Regions from separate parts of the Drosophila melanogaster genome. Here region 2 is linked to region 1. A link is a contact called in public Hi-C data. All regions are on one chromosome and are shown on one strand. The core of a region is the stretch at or near the end of the contact, and the rest is flanking DNA. Distances in the headings are between cores, read along the strand shown.

The links. Hi-C and Micro-C count contacts between places; a contact is called where the count stands out from the background.
Region 2: a contact with region 1 is called in a Hi-C map of the Kc167 cell line, with 2.0 times the contacts expected there. A contact is called at or near these places in 2 of 107 Hi-C or Micro-C datasets (the Kc167 cell line and the S2 cell line).

What each region holds. Positions count from the first base shown.
Region 1 is chr3L:16,658,570-16,663,814 of dm6, reverse strand. Baldspot (baldspot,) reads left to right here and starts at 2,200. Exons shown (of 5, transcript NM_140652.4): 1 at 2,200-2,344; 2 at 4,349-4,585. The coding sequence starts at 4,404. It overlaps Galphaf (G protein alpha subunit f), which reads left to right. Exons shown (of 5, transcript NM_079394.3): 4 at 76-173; 5 at 267-1,258. The coding sequence ends at 966.
Region 2 is chr3L:17,010,359-17,015,603 of dm6, reverse strand. CG3764 reads left to right here and starts at 3,039. Exons shown (of 7, transcript NM_001275048.1): 1 at 3,039-4,215. The coding sequence starts at 3,938. CG6664 reads left to right here. Exons shown (of 5, transcript NM_168710.3): 2 at 346-463; 3 at 527-617; 4 at 700-1,611; 5 at 1,675-2,718. The coding sequence starts at 348. The coding sequence ends at 2,154.

The sequences.
Region 1 (5,245 bases), core at 951-3,450:
GAAGAGTTGATGTTATTTTCCATCACTGACTTGAAAACAATACTTAATTTTGGGTTACTTTTTTTGTATTTTTAGGAGTACTGCGACCACGTCACTACTTTGTGGAACGATGTGGGTATTCGCGCCTGCTATGATCGCTCAAATGAGTTTCCCCTGCTGGATAGTGCGAAATAGTAAGTATCTAATTGGATTGATTCAAAATCAGATTTCTTTCCCATTTATTCAAAAAAAAACCTTACTAAAGTTTGAATTTTTTTTTACCCCAGCTTCCTGGACAACTTTGTGCGGATCAGCGATGCTGAATACATACCCAGCACCGAGGACATTCTGCACAGCCGTAAGATCACCACCGGCATCTCGCAAATCACCTTCCGCGTACCCATTCCCAAGAGCATGGGTGGTGGCGAACAGCAGTTCCAAATGTACGATGTGGGTGGCCAAAGGGATCAGCGGAATAAGTGGATTCAGGTATTCGAAGGCATACAGGCCGTATTGTTCCTGATCTCGTGCAGCGAGTTCGATCAGAATCTGCGCGAGGATCCCAGCCAGAATCGTTTGCAGGAGGCTCTGAAGTTGTTCAGAGCCGTGTGGCAGAATCGTTTCCTCGCCTCCGCCGGATTGATCGTGTTCCTCAACAAGTACGACATCATGGAGCGAAAGATTCGGGCCGGCAAGCACATTGTGGACTACTTTCCCGAATACGAGGACTTCTGCAAGAGGCCGCAGCAGGACAATTGCTTTGGCGAGAGTGACTGGACGAAGATGTTCATCAAACAGAAGCTGGTGGATATCACACAGGAGCCGTTCAAGCGACACTCACGGAATCAGGTGGATCTGGGTACCTCGGAAAGGGAGTGCTACTACCACTTCACCGTCGCCACGGATACGCGATGCATCCGTGATGTCTTCTGCGATGTCCAGAAGATGATCCTCTCGGAGAACGTGTCCAGCATGGGCCTATTCTAGTCCAGATCCCGTTGCGGATCGGAGAGCTTCTCAATAAAGTTAAGGGAGGGCTGTCCTCAGGCCCCCACCAACTGTGATCTAGTAGGATATGACTTACATAAGTAGCCATGTAAGACCGTAGATCGTAGTGGCAACCGTATGTTGCACAATGGCTGGTACAACGCTTTAATATATTTAACTGCATTGGGTGTAGAGGAAGAATCCTCATACCGAATGCTCTCACTACTCCTTCAACCAATGTCTAAACTCTAATAGAATATAGCATCTACAATAAACCAAAACACACCCAGACAATTTGAGAATGAGTTTTAAATATTTTTGCACCCAAAGTTTGGGTATTTGGGTCCCATGCAACACAAAGTGTAGCATACTTCAAAGGGCACACACGCTTTGAGCGATCTGATGTTGCCATAGGAAAGGAAAAGAAACCATAGTTGTTTTACTTTTGATCAAAATAGTTTCCCATTCGGAATACACCATTCTACTCTTTATACAAGAATATATAAGCTTCGTATTAAAACATTTTAAAATATAAAAAACATATTGAAAGGCAAAAAGTCATAGTGATCTTTTACAAAATATGCGCTTCTTATTCAAATTAAAAAAAAAGCTTATTCCACTTAAATGCCGTTTATCGATCAGAGCGTTATATTTTGTACGGTCGGTCTTAAATTTAAATGATGGAATCCACATAGTTCTTTACCATCGCTTAACTAATAGCCAAGTTACACACCAATGAGCTGTGGTCCTTACCTAATACCCATTACTCGTAAAGTGATATGGTATTTAAGTTTTGTGTCTACGTATGCAACACGAACAAAGAATCGTTACTTTCAACCAAATCAAAAAGTTAAATAAAGATCGATCATCGTTTTAACTTTTACCAGCTTACGTTCTCCCCAAACATTTTAACGATTCATGTCGGTATAACCATAAAACAAAAATATTCCTGTATAACTCGCGATACTGTTTAATAATTTGGGCATACAAATGCATCTTGCTACGCTTAACCAAAGACACTAGTGGCTTAACTGTTCCTTGCAACATAAGTAAGTTTGACTAGTACCCAATAGGAGTGGAACCAGTGTGCATAGAGCTCCACCCGCACGCAGCTAGATGTGACCGCACGCGAGCCGCAGAAAAATACCGCGATGGCAAAAGTACCAGCGCCATGATTGGTACTAAAATATCTCCTATATATAAGTATAGCGATAAAGCAGCCGAACCGCCAGCTAAACGTTCAGTTCGCTTTGCGCCGGCAAATTCGATAGTTTTTTGAGTTTGCTGAACCGAGTCGCTGGGGCAGAAGTGTGTGACAGCCAGCCGTGTGTGTTGTGATCCAGCCAATTGATACTGCGATAAGAGGCGGCGAGCAAATGTAATTACCTCATAGACATCAGCGTTCGAAAATAGTAACCGTGTTTTCTGTGATATCTGTGTGAGTGCGTGTTCTCGTTGATGTTTTGCGGTGGTTTGGTTTCCTCCTTATTTTGCGCCCCTTTTTTCTCATCCGATGCTGCGAGAGAGAACGAAAGAGAGGAGAGGCAAAAACATATTTCCCAGACATTTGCTGATTTAACCGAGAACTTTATCGATTCAGCAGGAACCAGAATACGAATGGAAAAAATTCGGCAAAGATCGCGTGTTTTTGCGTGAGAGCAAAGTTAGGGCGAGGAGGGGCAGTTTGTTTTTCGGAAACATAAAAACCGCTAGGAGCATCGAAAAAATTTCACTAGAAATTTTTGAAAGCGCTCGCGCAAAAAACCGGATATGTTACTCAAAAAGAAACAACAGAAAAAGCTTCCAAATCAAACCAAAGCGAAGCTTATGGCAAAACGAAATCACCTGTGTGTGCGAGAGTGAGTGAGAGTGCGTAAAAGTGTGAGCGCGTCGAGTGTGTGTATGATTAGTCGCGTGTCTGGCATGCAATTAGGCATTCAAACTAATTTCCCTCCCACCGGCAAGTTGCCCTGTCTCATTTGTATTTTGCTGGGTTTCGCTGTTTGCTTATGCATTCCTTCAAGTTCTTTTAATTCGCACGAGACTTTCGTGGGCAGAGAAAAAGAGGAAGAGAGAGCGCGCCAGACTGGCGCTCTCTGTAAACTACCACAATTACACTTTCCGTTACAGCCACCCCCTCACTCATGTGCTCCCAGAACACTGTGAGAAAAGTGATGTAATAACGGGGTAGCTTACAGGACTCAGAGTGTCCCTGGATTCAGCTATTAGTATTGTGATTTCAAGATATAAAAGTAGAATGTTAAAAAAAACCAAACTCGGAGACTCCAAATGTATTTAATTTGTAGTTTTAGTGTAGTTTTTCGGCTAGAGATTTTGGGGATCTTAAAATTCTCACATTTAAATTAAATATTTAAAATAAAACTCATGCACATTTAACTAAACTTAATTATTAATGTCAAGATTTTACCTCCGATTGACGAGCAATGTTTCTCTTTGTGTATCAAGTTGTTTGTGTATCCATTTAAGCTTCAGCACGAGGTGTGAAAAGTGTGAAAAGCGGAAGAATGTAGATGAAGATAACCACAAAGCGTGCGCCATTCATGAAAGCGTTGCACATCCCTTGCAGAGTGAGCAAGAGCGGGAAGGTGTTTGAAGGGGTGTGAGAGGGAAGAAAGATTGAGTAAGAGAGAGCCATGGACCAACGGTGTTTTTTTTGTTGCCTGGCAAAATCAATGAAATGGATGAATGAGAGGAGGAGTGGTGTGGGACGAAGGGGAAAGGAAGGTCGCCGAGAAATTTATGCGACAAAACGCGGGCTTTTTATGTGCCTGATTGTGTGTGTGTGTGTGTGAGAGAGCGCGTGTGAGTTTTGATAAGGGGGAGTGGTGCGGAATTTTTACTGAATTAAGCTTTAAACATCGTCGTGTAAAATCCCCATTACTTAGGAAACAGATAAGATACTGCAATCAGTAAAAAAAACTAAAAACATTCGACTCGAAGATAAATTGTAGTTTTAATAATTAAAGAATGTTCCCATAAGTTAAAAAATTATATTCAAAGTGTTTTCCTTTTTGTGTGCCTATTTTAAAAGTACGTAATGTATAAAAAAACAAAGTCATACAGAGCAAAATGAGAAAATTTAAACCGTCCTAGTTCATTGGGTACTTTCAGTATATTATTTTATTTATTCAAATAAAACAGCTGTATAGCTCGATGTATATTTAAATTAGTTTTTAATCAGCAGAAGCTAAAACCTATTGTTAATATTAAATTAATATTAATTTAATAAAATCGTTCTGGTGTACGAATAGCTATTTCTAATACGAATAGCTATATTCCTTAACAAAGTTGTACAAGATCTTTGACAAGATAGTTCTGAGTACATTAACTAATCTATCTCTACTTTCTTGTCAATCCACAGCTGCATATAACCCAAGTAACATAGCCACCAACTCAAACACATAAAGCCCACCAAAATGATCAACATGGACATTAGCGTTACGCCCAATTACTCGTACATCTTCGACTTCGAGAACGATTTCATACACCAGCGGACGCGCAAATGGATGCTAGAGAACTGGACATGGGTGTTCTACTACTGCGGCATCTACATGCTGGTCATCTTCGGTGGTCAGCACTTTATGCAAAATCGGCCTAGGTGAGTCTGCCACACTGAACTGAACTATGTGAACTAAAGCAGTTTTGCGATTAAAAAACATGTGTTCTTTGGTGGCTTAGATAGACAATTCAGTGAAATAACGGTTGGGTTAAGAACTTGCGCCCTTTGGCCTTGGAAAATTATTAGCTGGCGGCCGGGGAGCGGCGTTAATTACACCCACAAGTGCACACGCCCCTTGCAGTCGGTAGAAACAACTTTGCTGTTTATCGAAACCAATCCCTGGAAACCCCTATATTGACTCAGTCGCGCTTTGTTTCGGTTTATTCTCCGGAAAGACTGGAGTCCAAGTGTACATTTGTTATTAGCCCAGACAGCTGTTGAGTTCCACGTGTAATTATATTAAATTACGGCTAATCAAACACTAATGTTGTAGGTGAATCCTCAACTCGGGCTCAAATAGCCAACAATTCGCATTCGCACCTGAGCACGCACTATTCAGGTGTATTTTCCGATGGCTAAAGACCTATTTGATTGGGTATTTTAACAATTTTTCCAACAGTCAGCGCTGTTTGTCCCCTCCTTGTTACCTGATTTACCTGTGGTGGATCCAATTGGCGGCTATTCGTGCTGGCAATTGTCTCGTTTCGATTCGCTTCGTTTTTGCCTATGATACTGTGTTTGCCTTCCTGCTTCTAATTG
Region 2 (5,245 bases), core at 1,790-4,289, 350 kb before region 1:
CTGTGCAAACCCTTCCTTCGCCGACCTTGCCCTTCTATCGATTTCCGAAAAATTGCATCAAGCCAGATGCACAGAAAATCACAGCTGAAGGTTAAACTTTTGCATCGGATCAGGGCCAAAACCAAACACCACCACCGACCGATTTCTTTATTCTTTGTTCCTCACGGGGCGCAGACGAATTCAAGAATAAAGAACAGCCAGTCGCCACATATATATGTACTCATGCACATATGTATAATATATATGTGCTTAAAAAGCGACTGGCATACATTATTTCTCGTCATACATATATGTATATGCTCAAAAAACGTAATGGCACTGGGCCATTTACCTTTAGTTTTGCAGGCATGGAAAGTCCCTGTGAATCCGAAAGTTCGCTGGACGGTGGCACCATGCTGCCACCAAGCCCAGTTTCCCGGGAGCAACTCCAGAAGAGGATCGAATCGCTCACCCAGCAGAACAAGTAAGTCAGACACTATTTTTAAAATGCATTTTTACCACAAATAATATGACTCTACGCTTCTAGGGTGCTGAAAGCCGAACTGGATACCTTCAAGACCAAGTGCAAAGTGGTGCAAGAGGAGAATCGCTGCCTCAAGCAAGCCTCAGTCATCATTGTTAGTACTACTTTTATGTTATATCAAATTGAAATTGAGTTTCACAAAAGTTGCCTCAATTTACCTTTGTTTACTTTCACAGCAAGCCAAAGCCGAGCAGGAGGAAGAATACATCTCAAACACGCTGCTAAAAAAGATTCAGGCCCTCAAAAAGGAGAAGGAGACTCTGGCGCACCACTACGAGCGCGAGGAGGAGTGTCTGACCAACGATCTCTCCCGGAAGCTCGACCAGCTGCGTCAGGAGAAGTGCAAGCTGGAGCAGACACTTGAGCAGGAGCAGGAGTGCCTCGTCAACAAGCTTATGCGCAAGATTGAGAAGCTCCAGGCGGAGACGGACAACAAGCAGACCAATCTCGAGCAGCTGCGCCGCGAAATGGTCGAGTTGGAGAACACGCTTGAGCAGGAACAGGAAGCTCTTGTAAACAAGCTGTGGAAGCGCATGGACAAGCTGGAGACCGAGAAGCGTTCGCTGCAAATCAAGCTGGATCAGCCGGTTTCCGATCCGACTACGCCGCGAGACATCACAAACAACGCCCATGCCAATGGTGGCGATACGGCCACCAGTTTGAGTGCTCATATCCAGATTCTGCGCTCCGAAGTGCTTCGCTATCGCTCCGACCTGGCGAGCGCTCAGAAGGAAGCCACTATCAAAACACAGCAGTATGCGCAGGAAGAGAAGTCGATTCGCGAGGAAAACGCTCGCCTTCAGCGCAAGCTAAAGCAGGAGGTGGAGCGCCGCGAAGCCCTATGCCGGCACCTCTCCGAATCGGAATCCTCGCTGGAGATGGACGAGGAACGCTTCTACAACGAGAACCTGATGGGAGGCGGTTCGTTCGCTGTAGCGACGGCAGCAGCCGCCGCCGCAGCTTCAGCGGTGAGCGCCCAACGTCAACGCACCATCAGCAGTCCCGTCTCCCACAGTCCCTCGAGTAGCCGACCTCTAAGTCCGGGCACGGCGGTGCAAAACCGCTGCTATGCCTGCGGCCAGCTAGTGGTGAGTACGATATTGTGAAATGTTGCTTTCCAGATTTGTAAAATTAAAAATTCTTCGTTTCAGAATCGTCGTGCCAGCGAACGCTTCATAAAGCCAGCACTGCCAACGCCCATGCTGGGCCTGAACACTTCCGCACCGAACGTGCTGACCTCAACCAACCCACTGCTGGGCATTTTGGGAACCGGCAGCTCCTCATCGTCCGCGTCCGTATCAGCTGGGAATGCCGCTGGCGGCTTTCTCTCGAATCTGGGAGGCGAACGCCTAAGCCTTGGCTCGTCAAATTCGGCTGGCGGCAGTGCCACCTTCTTGGCCGGCGGTGGAGGTGGAGGTCTGCTGGCCCAGCTCACTAGCCACTCCAGCGCTTCGTCGTCGTCGTCCAATTTGATGAACATCAGCCTGAACAACTCGTCCAGCGGCAATCTTGTTAACAGCAGCAGCAACTCCTCACTGTCGGCGTTTACGCCAACCAATCCGCCCAGCTCGGCGGCCACGGCCTTTATCCAGCCAGCCAGTCCAATGGACACGTCCACCTGCAAGGACTAGGAGGATGCAGTAGCTCTCGCACAGGGATACAGAAAAATCATGACTTATTCACACACTTTCACACGAAAACACACTATATTCATAAACACGCACGCATGCAAGCAACCAGTTTAACGATCCTAAAAACATAAGAAAACACAGAAACAAAAGATGAGAAAGTAACTATCGTAAGCTTCTCCAGGGCGACTCAAAGTCGCCACATTTATATATGGTTAATATGTATATGTATGTTCTATTTGATCAAAATCTCTTAAAACCTTTCAATAACGGAATTCCTAGGCGAACGAATATTTAGCGCTAATGTTTAAGATTTGAATGTTTTTCTAATTTCGCTCGGTTCCAGTTAAAGTTAAGTAAAACACAGCTAATAATGAGATATGGAGGATATAGAGGATGAGAATGAGGATGGACAGCACACGCTAACCAGATCGTATGAATTTATAAAAAGGGTGAATTCTATTCATGTCGAAACCATTTTCCCACAATTCCTTCGCATGTGGGCCTAAAAAATTTTGAAGTATGTTTATGTAAGCCAACAAAAATAAAGTTCAACAATTTAAAATTAAATAAAAATTCGTCCAGAATTTTTTTAAATTAAATTTTGTTTAAATTCGAGGTGCAAGGTTTTCAAAATTGTAGAAAGTACAACTGTAGACACTACAATATATGAATTGTAAACATCATCTGATAGGTTTTTTTAAAATATGTTTTCAGAAATAACATTTTTTTCTTTTGACGAACCACAAGAACAAGAATTTTCGAATTTCCGTTAAATGCACGACAAATGGTGGGGCAACACTTAAAGTATCCCCTAAAACTGCCTTCATACTTCTGCCACTTGGCGTGCACACACTGGCGCGCAGCTGCAGCTAACTTCGCGTTGCAAAATGCTCTTGTGTTGTTTGTGTTTGTGATTGTAAATAAAGGCCAAACAGTCAGCGCGAAGCGTTAAGACCAAAGACTAACCTTTGGGCCAGGCCAAAAAGCGGAGTGTAACACCTCGAGCGAGAGCAAACAAAGCCGCAAAGTGTTCAATTAAAATAAGTGACTTGACTTTGATCTGAGAACCGAGAGAAAGACGGTGAAATAGGTGGGCAGGAAGTGGGAAGTCAATGATAAATGACAACAAAAAAGTGTGTATTGGCCAAAAGAAGCTCGCATTGGTAGCAACGACAGAAAACCATTTACACACACTCAAACAAACAAACACAGATGGTGCTCTTTAAACGCTGCTGCCGCTCTCCCTCTCTTTCACTCACACACATTTAACGACTGCGACGCGTCTCTTGCAAACTTTTTAAAGCGGACGCCAGCGATATTCGGTTCTCATTTCGATGTGGAACGGTAAAGAACCTGTGTCGCTTCCGCAGCCGATTCGCGAAAATAACACAAAAATAGCCATATATTATTTTTGCTCAATCAAATAAATTCCACTGCAAGTGCGTATGTGTGTGTTTGTGTACAGGAAGAGATCAGATAGATCAGAAGCAGTGCAAGAAAGAAAAGTGCAAAGCGAAAGTTTTGGTTTTGATTGTGCAGCATCCGCCATCTCGCTCTGGCAGGCGCGCGTGTAACGGTAGACGTCTCTTTCGCCAACAACAACAGCAACAACCACTCATTCCAAGGAAAGCGAAAAGTGCGCCCTTGTTTGTGTGCGTGCGTGTCTGTGTTTTATTTCCATTTCCACACAAAATCAGAAATAAATTCAATATTCGATCTTCGATTCTGAGATTTCGATTGGCCAGATGTGTTTATTAACAGATTGCGGACATCGTGTCTTATTATGGCCCTATTGAATAAACTCTTCTTTCCGTCGGCAACACCAACAACACCAGCGAATTTAGCGGCAGCGCCCACGCTGACCGCAGCGTCCGCAGCAGCAGCAGCGCTAATTAATAGCCAAACAACAACAGCAACTACAGGAACAGCAACATCAGCTACTACAACAACATTGCCGGCACGTACAGCTCACGCCTCTGCCGGCGTCGCTGCCACGGCCTCTGCTGGCAATAGTTCGTCGTCCGCAAAAGCTACAAAACAAACTTCGCGAAATTATCTAAGGTAAGTGTTTATCTTTTTAACAACAAAACTGCCTAACACCCGGTATTAGTGTATCGATAAAATGCGCGCACAACAAAGGGGGAAAATAGGTGCAGCTGCAAAATCACTCGGAAGCACATACATTCACACAAAGAGAGACGTGCGAAAAGGCGTTCTCATGATGCGTTTCACACTATACATATGTATGTATGTACATACATATACGCCCCGCCCCCTCCACCGGCACTCATGTTCCTCTCTCTTGCACCACCTGCACTTCCTCTTCCTCCTACACCCGTGCTTCGTACGCAAATTGGCAAAGAGTAAAACGAGGACGATAACCCAGCACACAAATTCGGCATGCACTAATCATCGTCACGTACGCCGCTTGCCGCCTTATTCGATAGAATCTGCCAGTCTGGCCAACATGAAAGGACGCAAATCCACAGTGAAATGGCAGTGAAAGCAAAATCTGAGGGGATTACAAAGATGCGTTTGCAGCTGCCTCGAAAACGTAACAAAGGAGGCGCATTATCTTGGTTCCTCTGTTGTTATAGCCACAGTGGGTTCTTCTTAAAGCTACCTGATCTGTTTTTGAAAGAAATTCCTATTTCAGGTGCTTGCAGTTAAGAAGGATTATTCTTCTTTTCTTACATTTTAAAAACTGGTAAAAATTCAGATTTATTAAAGTAAATACATATTTATATTGAGTCGGTTTTGTTGTTTTTAACTAAACAATGTTAATGTAAAATGTTGTAGTTTTCTACTATTTTTTGCGATTTAAATTTATATTTAATAATTTATCACAGGCGAATAATATGGTTCTTGCTGCGCTTCACTGTACTTATATCGATAACGATAGCCTGCATCACAACCAGCTCCACGAAGAAACCAACAACAAGCCCTAAATCACCCAACACCCCCAGCAGTGCATATTGGGTAGTCATGGTGGGTGCATGTGTGCGAGGAGGTGCGTTGATGTTTGGCCATTGCCGTTTCTTTCGCTCGCATGGCTCCAAACCCATCGATCGAGCTGCGCGCGCAAATAACT